Linked DNA regions of Mus musculus: region 1 is linked to region 2. The links are chromatin contacts, called in public HiChIP or PLAC-seq maps. All regions are on one chromosome and are shown on one strand. The core of a region is the stretch at or near the end of the contact, and the rest is flanking DNA. Distances in the headings are between cores, read along the strand shown.

Region 1 (6,348 bases), core at 2,503-5,002, 960 kb before region 2:
TATCCCAAGGGCTCTCTAGCCATACAGCCTAGAGGAATCAGGGTAAGGTAAGAGAGACCCCCCCACCCTCATCTTGACAAATAACCTGGAGAGCAACAGAGGAGGTCAGAGTTTGGCTTCCACGTGCAGGTGCACACACTCTCTCTCTCTCTCTCTCTCTCTCTCTCTCTCTCTCTCTCTCTCACTAGGATTATCATAATTTACATCTTACCTCACCCCTCTGCTCCACTCTTGGCAAAGGACTTGGTCTTGAGGAGCAGCCAACACCTAACACAAACACACTCAAGATGAAGGATAAAGAAAAGACCTCTGAGATACTGAAGCATTTGGTGTGAATATTTCCCAGGAAAATGGGGTTTCTGGAGACCCCAAGGGACTTTTTATTCTGTTCTGTAGATTCACCTTTTGATGTGAAATCAGGACCCAAAGGTCCTCTGCCCATAGGCTGATTTCCCACGTTCTTTATTGGTAACAAGTTTCCTTCCCTCTCATTGAACACCACCCCTTGGGTTCCACAGGACCTCTGTGCTATTGCTACATTGGTCTGGCCTCTCTGGAGGAGTTCCTTTGGGGTCTCCTTCCTTGGAACAGTCTTCTTCTCACCCATTGAAGCCCCCCAGGAGCCAATTATTCTCATTGGACCATCAACCCCAGTCTGCAGAACAGGCACTCCATGCCTCTTCGTGGCCCTTCCTGATCAGCTCATTAAGGCAAGAGAGAGCTCTTTGGCTCAAATCAGGGTCATCAGCACAGGGCCTGGGGTCCAGTCTCTGCTCTAAAACACTGCAGATGTGTGAGAGCCCTCATCCAGTGTTATTTCATGAGCCTTAATGGTTAGATCTCAGGATGGAGGGAAGTTGGGAAGGGAGGGGATTTAAAAAGACATTAAATGGAATCTAGTACAAACACCAGTCAGCAAATATTCCTTCACAGCTTCCCATTCCTTCAGTATTTTGGGTCTGAAAATAGCATCCTCCCCTGCGTCTCTTTCTGGTATAGGTCTTTAACCGATGTTTACCTCACGCAGGCATAACGTCTACGTAGAGCTGAGCTGTCTGCTTGCTCAAACCAGCGGTTTGCTATTGACGTCCTCTCGGTTAAGGTTCCCAAGACTCCCCCCTCCTTGGGCCTCTGTCTCCAGCTGGTCAAAGTCAGAGCGAGCCACAGACACAGCGGAATCCTTCCCCGTGAATTGCTCAACACCATCTGCCTTTGCGGCAGAACCCAGGCAGAGCAAGCAGTGTAGGGACAGACAGACCATGACTCCATCCGGGCACCATGTGCCATATGCACTCTCTGGGATCTTTCTGGCTTCCTAGACCAAACCGCTTCCCTAGTCCATCCTTATCTTTGCTGGTTTTGTTCTTGCTGGTGTGTGTGTGTGTGTGTGTGTGTGTGTACAAGAATATGTGGGTTTGTGTGTACAGAGGCATATGTGGGAGGGAGATGCATATGTATGCATGTTTGTGTGGAATCCAGGCTTCACCCTCAAAAAGTCTCTTCACTGGCCTGGGCACACCAATTAGACTGAGCTTGGTTGACTAGTGAAGCCCAGGGATTCTCCTGTTTCAGTCTCTGCAGGTCTAGAAAAGTCTGATGGTATTTTTATACCCTGCAGCCTGGGCACACACAGAGGTGATTTTTGTGGAGCCCAGAGACTCAGGTAGCTGAACAAGCTAGCATCTCCTTAACTGTTCTTGTGAGGCCACAGATAACAAACACCCTTTTGTCAAAGGTGCCCAGTAAGAGCTTCTCTGCTCTCTTTTCTTTCTCTGCTGCCCTAGGCCCAGGATTGTCTTCACAGACTCACACAAGAACATGGTGGAAAGTAGAAACGAAGAGAGCCAGAAGGAGGCAGAGGCATTTTATAAAGCCTGCAAAGATGGTACAAGAGCCTCTCATTACAAGGGCCAAGGCCTGACTTGTACACTCTAGAGGAAGAGGACAGTCCAGCCCAGCAGGCTTTGTCTGAGCCAATCGATGCTGGACTACAAGCTGCCCTGACACGGAAGGTCTTAAAACAACAGGTGTTTTCTCTGAGGGTTTTTCAGCTTGAGCCATTGCTCAACAGGGTGGCTCTACCTAAGGCTGGGCCATGCCCGGGAGATAGAAAAGCTGTCCTAGCTGGTGCTTTCAGTGGAACAGCTAGGAAAAGCAGAAAGTCATTGGGCTGAGATGTTTTCTCTACATGCTCTTCCTCATGTGTGGGTACCCAAGTCTTCTTGGGGCAACCAGCTGTCTCCAGCAAGGTCAGATTCCCAGAGATTTGCCACCCTATTGAAATCTGGACCCAGAATTTTCTCACATTCTGTTGGTCCTCAAAGCTACCTGCATGGGGGAGAGGGGGTATGAGGGGGGCACAGAATTTTGCAAGTAGAGGAAGTGGTGGTGTGCAAGCAGAGGCAGGGCTGAATAGCCTAGGATGCTCTTGGCACCCATGGCTCAGAGGATACCAGGTTGCTAACTATCACATTTTTAAGTCTAAGCTCGGAGTAATGGAATAGTCTACAGCCGTGAAAACAAAGGAACTCCAGCTACATGCAAGAGTTATGATTCTTTCAAATGTCACAAAGACACACAGACACACAGACACACACACATACAGAGACACACACAGACACAGACACACAGACACACAGACACACACACACACACACACACACACACACACACACACACACAAGTGGTGCTCCTGAAAGAATTTAGAAATCAAGCACAGACACACTGTCTTCTTGATTGACCCGCATACAGGTAACAATGTTGCTAAGAACAGTGAAGGTGCTTTGTCTTGTTGATTGAAGGATGCACAGGTAACAGTGTTGCTAAGACCCGTGGGAAGAATGCAGTCAGACCAGACCACGGGAGAGATGTCCTAAAAGGGAGCAGGTTGTGTGTGTGTGTGTGTGTGTGTGTGTGTGTGTGTGTTCAGGTGACTGTGATCAGAAAGTGACTTGAGGGTTACAGGACACCAGCCACGATGTTTTCTTTGACCAGAGTGATGGTTGAATGACTGCTAAATTTTACTATTATATTGATTGATTGTACATATTTTCTCCTCCCTCCCTCCCCCTTTCTCCCCTTTCATTCTTTCCATTTCCCTCTTCCTTTCCTTCTCTTTCTCCCTCCCTCTCTCCCTCCTTCTCTCTTTCTCCCTCTGTCCTTCCCCCCTCTCCTCCTCCCTCTCTTCCCTTTCACTCTTTCCATTTCCCTCTTCCTTCTCTTACTTTCGTTCTCCTTCCCTCCTTATCTCTCTCCCTCCCTCTCCCCCACTTTCCCCTTTCTCAGTGTTAGAGACTGAACCCAGGGCCTTGAAGATGGTAGGAAAGCATTGTATCCCTGAGTTACATCCTCAGGCCCCTGTTCTAGTCACACTTTGGTGTAAGTTGAAACAGGTGTGCACACTCAGTATGAGTGCATAACTCAAAGATCTGGCCAGCATGGCGTCGTGTTACAAAAACATCCCGAAAGCTGGCTGGGTAGCTCTGCCAAGGAGCTCCAGTTCACTCCTGGAAATGGCAGCTTTGGAGTGATGTGATGCCCGTGCCTCTCACCAGAGGCTTTGACACATCCTGAGTCTGACATGATGTCACACTGGAGAAGGAGAAGCAGGCACTAGGCACATCCCCCAGGGATAAAGGCACAGATGAGAAGCCCAGAGAAACTCCAAGGTCACCCATCACTTGAGCTAAGGATGCTCTTGGCATCCTTCAGGCCTCAGCACAAGGGGCTTAACCAGCAGCGCCTCACCCATATCTCAAGCTCTAGCCAGTTAGATCCAGACTGGGCCTGCACTCAGCTGCCTAGCTGCACAAAAGCACTATTGTTCCGTCTTATTTTCATGGAGGAAGTAGCCCATCACAGCTACAGGAGTCTTGGCCAAGCCTCGGGCATGAACAGGGGAAGGTGCTTCTCCCTCTGTTGGCTGTTGACAGCCGAGCGTCTGCCTTGGCCACGCCAGCCCTTAACAAAGTGCCCAGCACCCAGGATCCGCAGCAAGGGCAGCGGAAATAGGAGCCTCTGAATTCCAGGAGTCACATGGTGCCTATTCTGAGGCTAGCCTCCTTCCCCTCCCCCAAAGTGCTATGCCTTGGTCACAGAGCGTTCACACCAAGTATAAAACAAGAACACACCTCCGTTTGGATTGGACGGACTAAGCCATTTCATCAGAAAAGGATCAGCTCCTGCGAGGGCACTCACTAGGGTCCACTGAGCCAAGACCTAATTAAACCTCCTGGAAGAAGGATCTCTTGTTCAAGAAAGGGAGGTCTGTGCTGTGTCTTTGGAGAAATCGCCCAGCGTCCTGCCCTTGGGTTGCCCTGGCTAATGTTATGTCAACTTGGCATAAACTAGAGTCAACTAAAAGGAGGAACCCCTGATGGAGAAAATGCCATCCATAAGATCAGGCTCTAAACCAGATTATTGATTGATGGGGGAGGACCCAGCCCATTATGGGTCATGTCATCCTTGGGCTGGCTCTTCTGGCCTCTATAAGAAATTAGGGGGAACAAGCCAGTAAGCAGCACCCCTCCATGGCTTCTACACCAGCTCCTGACTCTAGGTTTGAGTTCCTGACCTGGCTTCTTTCGATGATGGATTACAATGTGGAAGTGTAAGTCAAATAAACCCTTTCCTCCCTGACTTGCTATTTGGTCCTAATGTTTCATCACAGCCAGAGAAGCCTCAACAAGGACATGGCCGCCAGAAAAGCACACGGAATACGTGTCGAGGATGGGCTCAGTGCAGAGAATGTTGACATTGCCATGGCAATGTGAGATTCGTCGGAGAGTAGCCATCAGTCAACTGCTCTGTGAAGTGCGTGGGTCTGTGGCCACAGCTTAATTCCAAAGATAAAGTGAAAAACAGCGAATGAAGCTCTTCCCCAAAAGCATGTGTAGAGAGGGAATTGTTTTTTCTCTTTTCTTTGCTTTGAAAAGCTGGGAGGAAACTTTGACAAACGGGAAGGATGCTGATCCTGATGCAAACACTATGGGCATCAATGATGCTAATGTTTAAGGATAGAACTATTACTGCAGAGAAGATGGAGAACAGGAAAGAAGGATGGGAGGGATGGGGGAGGAGGAAGGAAAGTAGGAAGACAATAGAAACCGGACGAGGAACGGAGGGAGAATGAAAAGGGCCTCGTTGTTCCTTGAGTACCTACTATGTGCCACAGATCATGGCTGTGGGTCCTTCCTTGTCACTCTGCCACTGGTGGCTTTGTCCCTCCACAGTCCCAAGAGGGGCGACTACATCCCTGTGTGTAACCCCTGAGGCAGAGATGCTCGTCTCAAGCGGAGACAAAGCAGAGTGTCACACGGCAGTAACCACCATGGACACTTCTCTGTCACAAGAGGCGTGAAGGGAGCTGGCACAGAGTGATGCTGAGGTTTGCTGAGCTTCTGCAGGGAGAGATGAATGGTGAGAAACCCTACTCTGAGGAGGCTCAAACACGCTTCCCAGACTCCTTGCCCTTGCTCTCCCTTCGCTTCTGGTTGAGCGGGAGGGGGTTGAACTTTTACAGCCCGTATAATGGCTGTATCAATGTTCAGTTTTTTTGTTTTTTTTTGTTTTTTTTTTTTTTTACCAACTCAACTAGGTTCAACTGTTCCACAGAAAAGCAAGAGTGACCGGTTGAGTGTTTATAAAAGAGCGTTTGCTGTTCTTGCAGGAGACCGGAGTTCAGTTTCCAGCACCCACAAATGCCTGTTCTTTCCAGTTACCGGGGATCCCACGCCCTCTTCTGGCCTCTGTGGACGCTGCGTGCACATGGCGCACATATTTACCTGCAGGCAAAAATGCCCAAACATAAATAAAACTAAAAATTAAAAAAGAAAAAGAAGAAAAGTGGATTCAAGTAGGTAGGGAAAAATTCCATTTGGCCTTTTTTGTTGCCTTTTTTTTTTTCCCTCTAGAATTTTCATTGTGAGGTTGAAGTGAAGTCTGGGTTCTTCTGGGTTCTGAAGTGAGTGTGCTCATTTGTTTTCTTATGTTACAGCAGAGGGGGGTCATTGACTTGCCCCTGGCACACAGCTCTTGGGAAACAGAGGCAGGGACACCAAGCCTAGTGGTAGCCTTGTGGCCTGTGTTCCCAACACCGCTTTGACTAATCTGGAGACTGTACTCTGGACGTATTTACGATTTCTTACCACTTCCCAGCAAGAATGCCACAGAGCCTAGATCCAGATGTTCCAGATGCAGGAATGAGATGTTATCAGAAGCCCAAGCAGCCTTTCCCACATCCCCATGAGCCAACAGTGAGTGTACGCCATGGGTCGTGATGACCACAGACTGATGTGTGTGACCACAGATCCTAAAAACCCACTCAATGGAACAGGACAGGACTAACAC
Region 2 (5,860 bases), core at 274-2,773:
GGGGAGGTTTCCAGATGCCTTGATGGATTTGCGCCAAGGCTACAGAGTCCTAAATTCTGAGAGAACCTCATCTGGCATGGTCAAAATTGTGCGTTTACCTCTTGGCCAGAGGAAGGCAAGAGGTCCTTACATGAAGTTGCTTTTTCCAGAAGAAAGAAGACCAAGGGTGGGACTGTAGAAGCTATGGGCAGAACTCAACAGCTTTAAGTAGGGTGGGGTTTGAACTCAGAGCCCTGGCTAGCTTTCTGCTATCAAACCTTTAGACCTTCTGATTCTCTCTCCCCAGGCATGCTGCCCTGCCTGCCAGCAGACCTTCACAGTAATCCCCCTGTAGGGGCACAGAAACAGCAGAATCTTCTCATCTGGCCTGAAATGCCAGTTGAGAGCTTGCTCTTTGAGCACAAAGCCCTCGGGCTGCTGACGTTCAAGGAAGAGTTCCAGAGAATTAAGCTGGCTTGGTAGTGAAGGGCAAGCTTGAACCTGTGTCTCAGGGGCAGCACAGGAAGGAAAAAAACAAAAAACAAAACAAAAAAAACAACAATCTATTTCTCTCCTGCCTGTTGAGTGCCAGGAAGAAAATGTGGTGGAGTGTGTTTCCAGAGGGAGTCCAAGGTAGCTCCCGGCTAGTTTATTAAGCAGCCTAATTCCATCAAGATAAAGAGATTCCCTGCAATTGTTCTGAAGAATTCCATTGCTCCCGCTTTTCCCAGAGGCTAAAGGATTTGTGTGTGTGTGTGTGTGTGTGTGTGTGTGTGTGTGCACTCGAGTGTGTGTGAGAGTGTGTATTAGTATCTGTGAGTGTGTTAGTGTGAGAGTGTTTATATAAGAGAGAGAATGTGTGTTATGAGAGTGTGTATATGTGTGTGAGTATGAGTGTGTATGTATTATGTATGTGACTGGGTTACTGTGAGTATGTGTGTGTGTATATGTGTATATGTGTCAGTGTGAGTATATGTGCATGAGGGTGAGCATGAGTATAAGTGTGTGTGTTGTGTGTGTCTGTGTGTGTGTGTTCATGCTTTCAAAGGTCTCCAGCTGAGATATTTTAAATCTCCCCCAACACTACTGTTTTTTCTGGATCACACTGACTTCAAGGGGAATTTGAAGTCTGGTGTTCGGACCAATGAGTCAGTGAGTTCAGGACCGTAACTCAACCCTGGAGAATCCGATTGGCCTGGGGTGCTGGGAGGGCACACTTTTCAAAAGAGGAAGAGAAAGGACTTGGGAGGAAGAGGAAGAGTGTCAGAGTGTAGGAGAGGGAGGCAGGGGAGGGGAGTGGAGTGGAGAGGGAGAGAGGAACTGCTAAGAGATGGGGAGAAGGAAGGGGAGGAAAACGGGAGGGAGAAATGAGGGGGACCGGAAAGGGGGCAGAAGGGACAGAAAGCTAAAGTAACACGTGAGTCTAATTCTGGGAATAATGTCGCCTTGTGTCTCTGGCTTCCCGCAAGCTTCTCATCAAGGGCTTGGTGGAAAGACCCAATCTTTGAAGTTCCTCCCCCAGGCAAGTAGAAAAGAGATTTGAAGACTCTCTGAAACCTCGTTTCCCTGTAGGGAAGTGTCCAAGGGGATTTAAAGACAGGGATAATTGCACATCCTGGCGTCTCCATGCCACACCCACTCGATGGGAGGTGCTTAGTCAATGATTGCTTTCCCAAATGAATGAATGGATTCAGCTCTCAAACTAGCAGGCCGTGACCCTGTGGCTTCCCGTTGTTCTGTGCCCTGGGGTGATGGTGATGGTCTGAAACAGGACAAGAAGCCTAAGCTAGCTGGTAAGCGAGTCCAGCGGGTGGTCTTGTCTCCTCCTCTCCAGAAACTGAAATTACAACACAACATCGAACCCAGGTCCTTACACTCACAAGGCAAGTGAATGAAAAGAAGAAGGAGGAGGAGGAGGAGGAGGAGGAGGAGGAGGAGGAGGAGGAGGAGGAGGAGGAGGAGGAGGAGGAGGAGGGGAGGGGGAGGGGGACGGGGGGGGGGAGAAGGAAAAGAAATAAAATGGAAAGGAAAGGACACAGGCGCTCCTAGGTATGGTGGAGGAGAATGTTTATTATTATATCTGTGGGAGCATAGCCAGAAGCAGACACATCTGGGAGAGTCCAGCGTGGTCATGACCCTGAACTGAGTCCGGGGAGGGGAAGAGAGAGTGGATTATATTGGGAAGAGCCTCTGGGAGGCAGGCAGCCCAGCCCCTGGGCTGGAGAGTTCAGGGTAGAGGGCGGAGTTATGCCAACCACGCCCTGAAACAGGTAGGGACTGAGGAATCCTGGGAGGAGCTAGAGGCCAGGTCCTCTTTAAAATGTTAAATAGGCACCTCATTCCTCCCTCCCTTCCCCCCGCCCCCATTCCGGGTTTGAAACTTAACAGTGTATCCTTTAAGAACTGAGCCATGTGTCCCACTCCCATGCCCCAAGCCCATGAGACTCTTTGAATTCCATGGTCATCCTCTTTGGTAGATCATGAATTCTTCCGGTCTCACACCACACCATCTCATGCAAGCGTCTTTGCAGTTACAGGGCCGAGTGGCCAGACCCTGCCCACCCCTAACTGGCACTTCCCACCCCTCCACCCCCCACACCCCAACCTCCCGATATTCTTCCCACACCAACACATCCACAATGTGCTCTTAGTTTAAATGACATTTTAGCTTAGAATTTTCTCTTGCCCATTGTGTTGGACATAAGCAAGCTTGATGCTTAGGAAAATTCAGTTCTTACTAGCCACAAGCTGTACATCGGTTTCTATTTGTTTTCTGGGAGAGTCTTATGTAGCCCAAGCTGGTCTCATCTGGGTATAGAGTCAAGGTTGGCCTTGAACTCCTGATTGTCCTGTTTCAGCAAGTGCTGAGATGACAGTATACAATGAAAGGTTTATTGTTGTTGTTGTTGTTGTTTTGGATTGTGATAAAAATGATAGGAAGTTTGTACCCTGGGTTCTCTGTCATGTTCCACTGTTCAGGTCAGGCAATCTCCAACGCCACCAATCTGTAAGTGACCAAAACCTTGTGATATCTGTAATTCTCTGACGGTCTGGTTTTATCAAGAGACAATCTTAAGGCTATTAAATCCAGCTTTTTCTAATGGGTGTATCTGGGATGTGGTTCTCAGGAACACTTTGCTTGTGTGAATTTCAAGAACAAGGAAAAGTGGGGCACCACCCACACAGTCCACACTAGCACGATGAAGAATCTGAGACATCCTGCAGTAAAACAACCCAGTATGCTTCCCTGGCCATGACTGTGCAGGAACCTGAGGATGCTCTAATGAAGACCTGGACCCACTGATCTGTCCAGGTTGATCCGTTCCCTTTTTCATAAGGGGTGCTAGTGAGATTTTGGCTTTCCCTGAGTCTATATCTCTTCTTTGTCCTTACTAGGGAACTAGAAAGATAGCGACATAACAACTAAACTGCCAATCTCCTTTATCTTAATCACTGTTCTATTGCTATGAAGAGGCACCATGGCCAAGGCAACACTTGTAAGTTCATGATCATCCAGGCAGAGAGAAAACAGGCTGGCACTAGAGCAAGCAGTTTGTGAGCATTGCATCCTGATACACGGGCAGCAGGCAGAAACATAGGGAAGAAGGGAGGGAGAAAGGGAGAAAGGGGAGAGAGAGAGGGAAGGTGGGAGGGAGAAATGGAGGGAGAAAGAGAGAGAGGAAGAGGGAGAGAGAGGGAGAAAGGAAGGGAGAGAGAGGGAAAGAGAAGGAAGGAGGGAGGGAGAAATGGAGGGAGGAAAGAGAGAGAAAGGGAGGGGGAAGTGAAGAAGGGGAGGGAGGGAAGGAGGGAGGGAGGAAGGGAGAGAGAGAGAGAGAGACTCTGCCATGGTGTTTGAAACCTCCAAGTCCAGCCCAATTAACCCACTTTCTCCAGTAAGGCCACACCTCCTAATCCTTTTTAAACAGGTCTGCTCCCTGATGACCAGGCATTCAAATGAGCCAATGGGAGCCATTTTTATTCAAACCACCACGAATGTTCTTCCCCTAGTACTTGAACAGGCTAAATAGACCTTAAGTACCCCCACAGTTGGACCCAGCTGGAGACTTCTGCCTTGCTGCACCTGCAGTTTCCTACAGGAACAGACTGCCCACTGAGCTCACTTTGCAACATAATCCAGCTGAAACAAAGGATGGGTCTGTGGGTTTTCCCTATATAAACAGAGTGCTGAAAATTAAACTTTGAGCCTTGATCAGAACCTTTATCTTGGCTTCATCCTCTCGCACCCTGTCCTTTTTCATTTCCAGCCCTCCTTTCAGGTATACCCAGTTTGTCCATGGCCACTGGACGGCTACAACCACATGCTGCTTAGAACACCTTTCATTAAAACCCTTGTTGTTGGGAATGGAGAGATGACTTCCAGTTTGGTTTGAAACACCCAGGTTAGGTTTCCAACCACCTGTAACTCCAGCTTCAGGGGATCTGACAACTTCTGGCCCCCAAGGATACCATGCACACATGGCTTGCGTTCGTGCAAACACACATATGTACACATAAAATAAAAAATAGTCTAAAAGAATTTAAAAGTAAAGCAATGTGTACTGTGTGTGTGTTTTGTTTTTGTTTTTTAAAGAGGAATAGCCTCCCAAAGAAATAATAATGAAGAAGACAGTTGTCAATGCAAATTTCAAGCAAGTTGTAACTAGATGTCACTAAAGATCTCACAATGTCTGTCCCTAAGTGTCTTAGTCAGGGTTGCCATTGCTGTGATAAAATACCATGATCAAAGCAACTTGTGGAGGAAAGGGTTCATTTGGCTTATATTCCATAATAAAGTTTGTCATTGAAGGAAGTCAGGACAGGAACACAAGCAGGGCAGGACCTAAAGGCAGGAGCTAATGCAGAGGCCATGGAGGGGTGCTGCTTACTGGCTTGCTCCCCATGGCTTGCTCAGCCTGCTTCCTTATAGAACCCAGGAGCACCAGCCCAGAGATGGCTCCACCCACAGTGGGATGGCCCTTCTCCATCAATCACTGATAATGAAAATACCCTATAAACTTGTCTACATCCTGATCTGGTAGAGGCATTTTCTCCATTGAGGCTCCCTCCTCTCAGATAACTCTAGCTTGTGTCAAGGTGACACTAAACTAGCCGGCACACTAAGAAACAAAGAAGGGGACTGTATACTTTGGGGATCATCTTTGTAGACATCAGACAAGACCCCTCCTTGCCCATAGGTCCCATCCCACACTAGCACAGAGGAGTCAGAAGGCCTAAAAGTGGCACCTGAGCAGATGCTAGTGTACCAAGCTTAGTCGCTGTCATTTGGTCATCACCAAGGAGAAGAAATAAAGGGCACATGTTTGTTTGTGTCCAGGTCTCACGACTCAGTATACTAATACTCCTACCACCATGTGTGAGTGTGAGTGTCTGTGTGTGTGTGTGTGTGTGTGTGTGTGTGTGTTTGTGTGTGTGTGAGAGAGAGAGACACACACAGAGACAGAGAGACAGAGAGACAGAGAGAAAGAGACTGAGAGACAGAGAGAAAGAGAGACAGGGACTGAAAGACAAAAAGTCTCACTGTGTAGTCCTGGCTGACCTAGAACTCACTATATAGACCAGGCTGGCCTGGAATCCACAGCCATACCCCTGCCTCTGCTTCCTGAGTTCTGGGATTAAAGGCATGTCTCACCATGCCCAGCCTAAAAATCAGAATTTCTAGAAACAAAATTAGAAGAGACAATTCCAGGTAGATCAAATGATGTTGACAATCCCCTGAAGGGTGGAAGTGGGGAGCCGTCCACCTAAAGGATAACCTTTAAGATGGGGAAATTGGGGGACATAGCTCAGGCACAGAAGCTTTAAAACATGCAAAGGTACGAATCTGGATTCCCAGTCCCTCAAAACAAGCCAGGCCTGGTAG

What was found. HiChIP or PLAC-seq counts read pairs in DNA pulled down with a chosen protein or histone mark.
Region 1: an H3K27ac HiChIP or PLAC-seq map of embryonic stem cells shows a contact between it and region 2, with 3 times the contacts expected there. The contact joins two enhancer-like sites.

What each region holds. Positions count from the first base shown.
Region 1 is chr5:119,307,830-119,314,177 of GRCm38.p6, reverse strand. No RefSeq gene overlaps it. Among named protein-coding and RNA genes, the nearest start is that of Gm31190, 11 kb to the right of the region's middle. Within about 2 kb of position 3,752, at least 22 of the 459 cell types and tissues checked have an H3K27ac peak or open chromatin away from gene starts, as enhancers often do. A contact at or near this core is called in embryonic stem cells, where this site is marked.
Region 2 is chr5:118,349,649-118,355,508 of GRCm38.p6, reverse strand. No RefSeq gene overlaps it. Among named protein-coding and RNA genes, the nearest start is that of Gm46942, 7.3 kb to the left of the region's middle. Within about 2 kb of position 1,523, at least 91 of the 459 cell types and tissues checked have an H3K27ac peak or open chromatin away from gene starts, as enhancers often do. A contact at or near this core is called in embryonic stem cells, where this site is marked.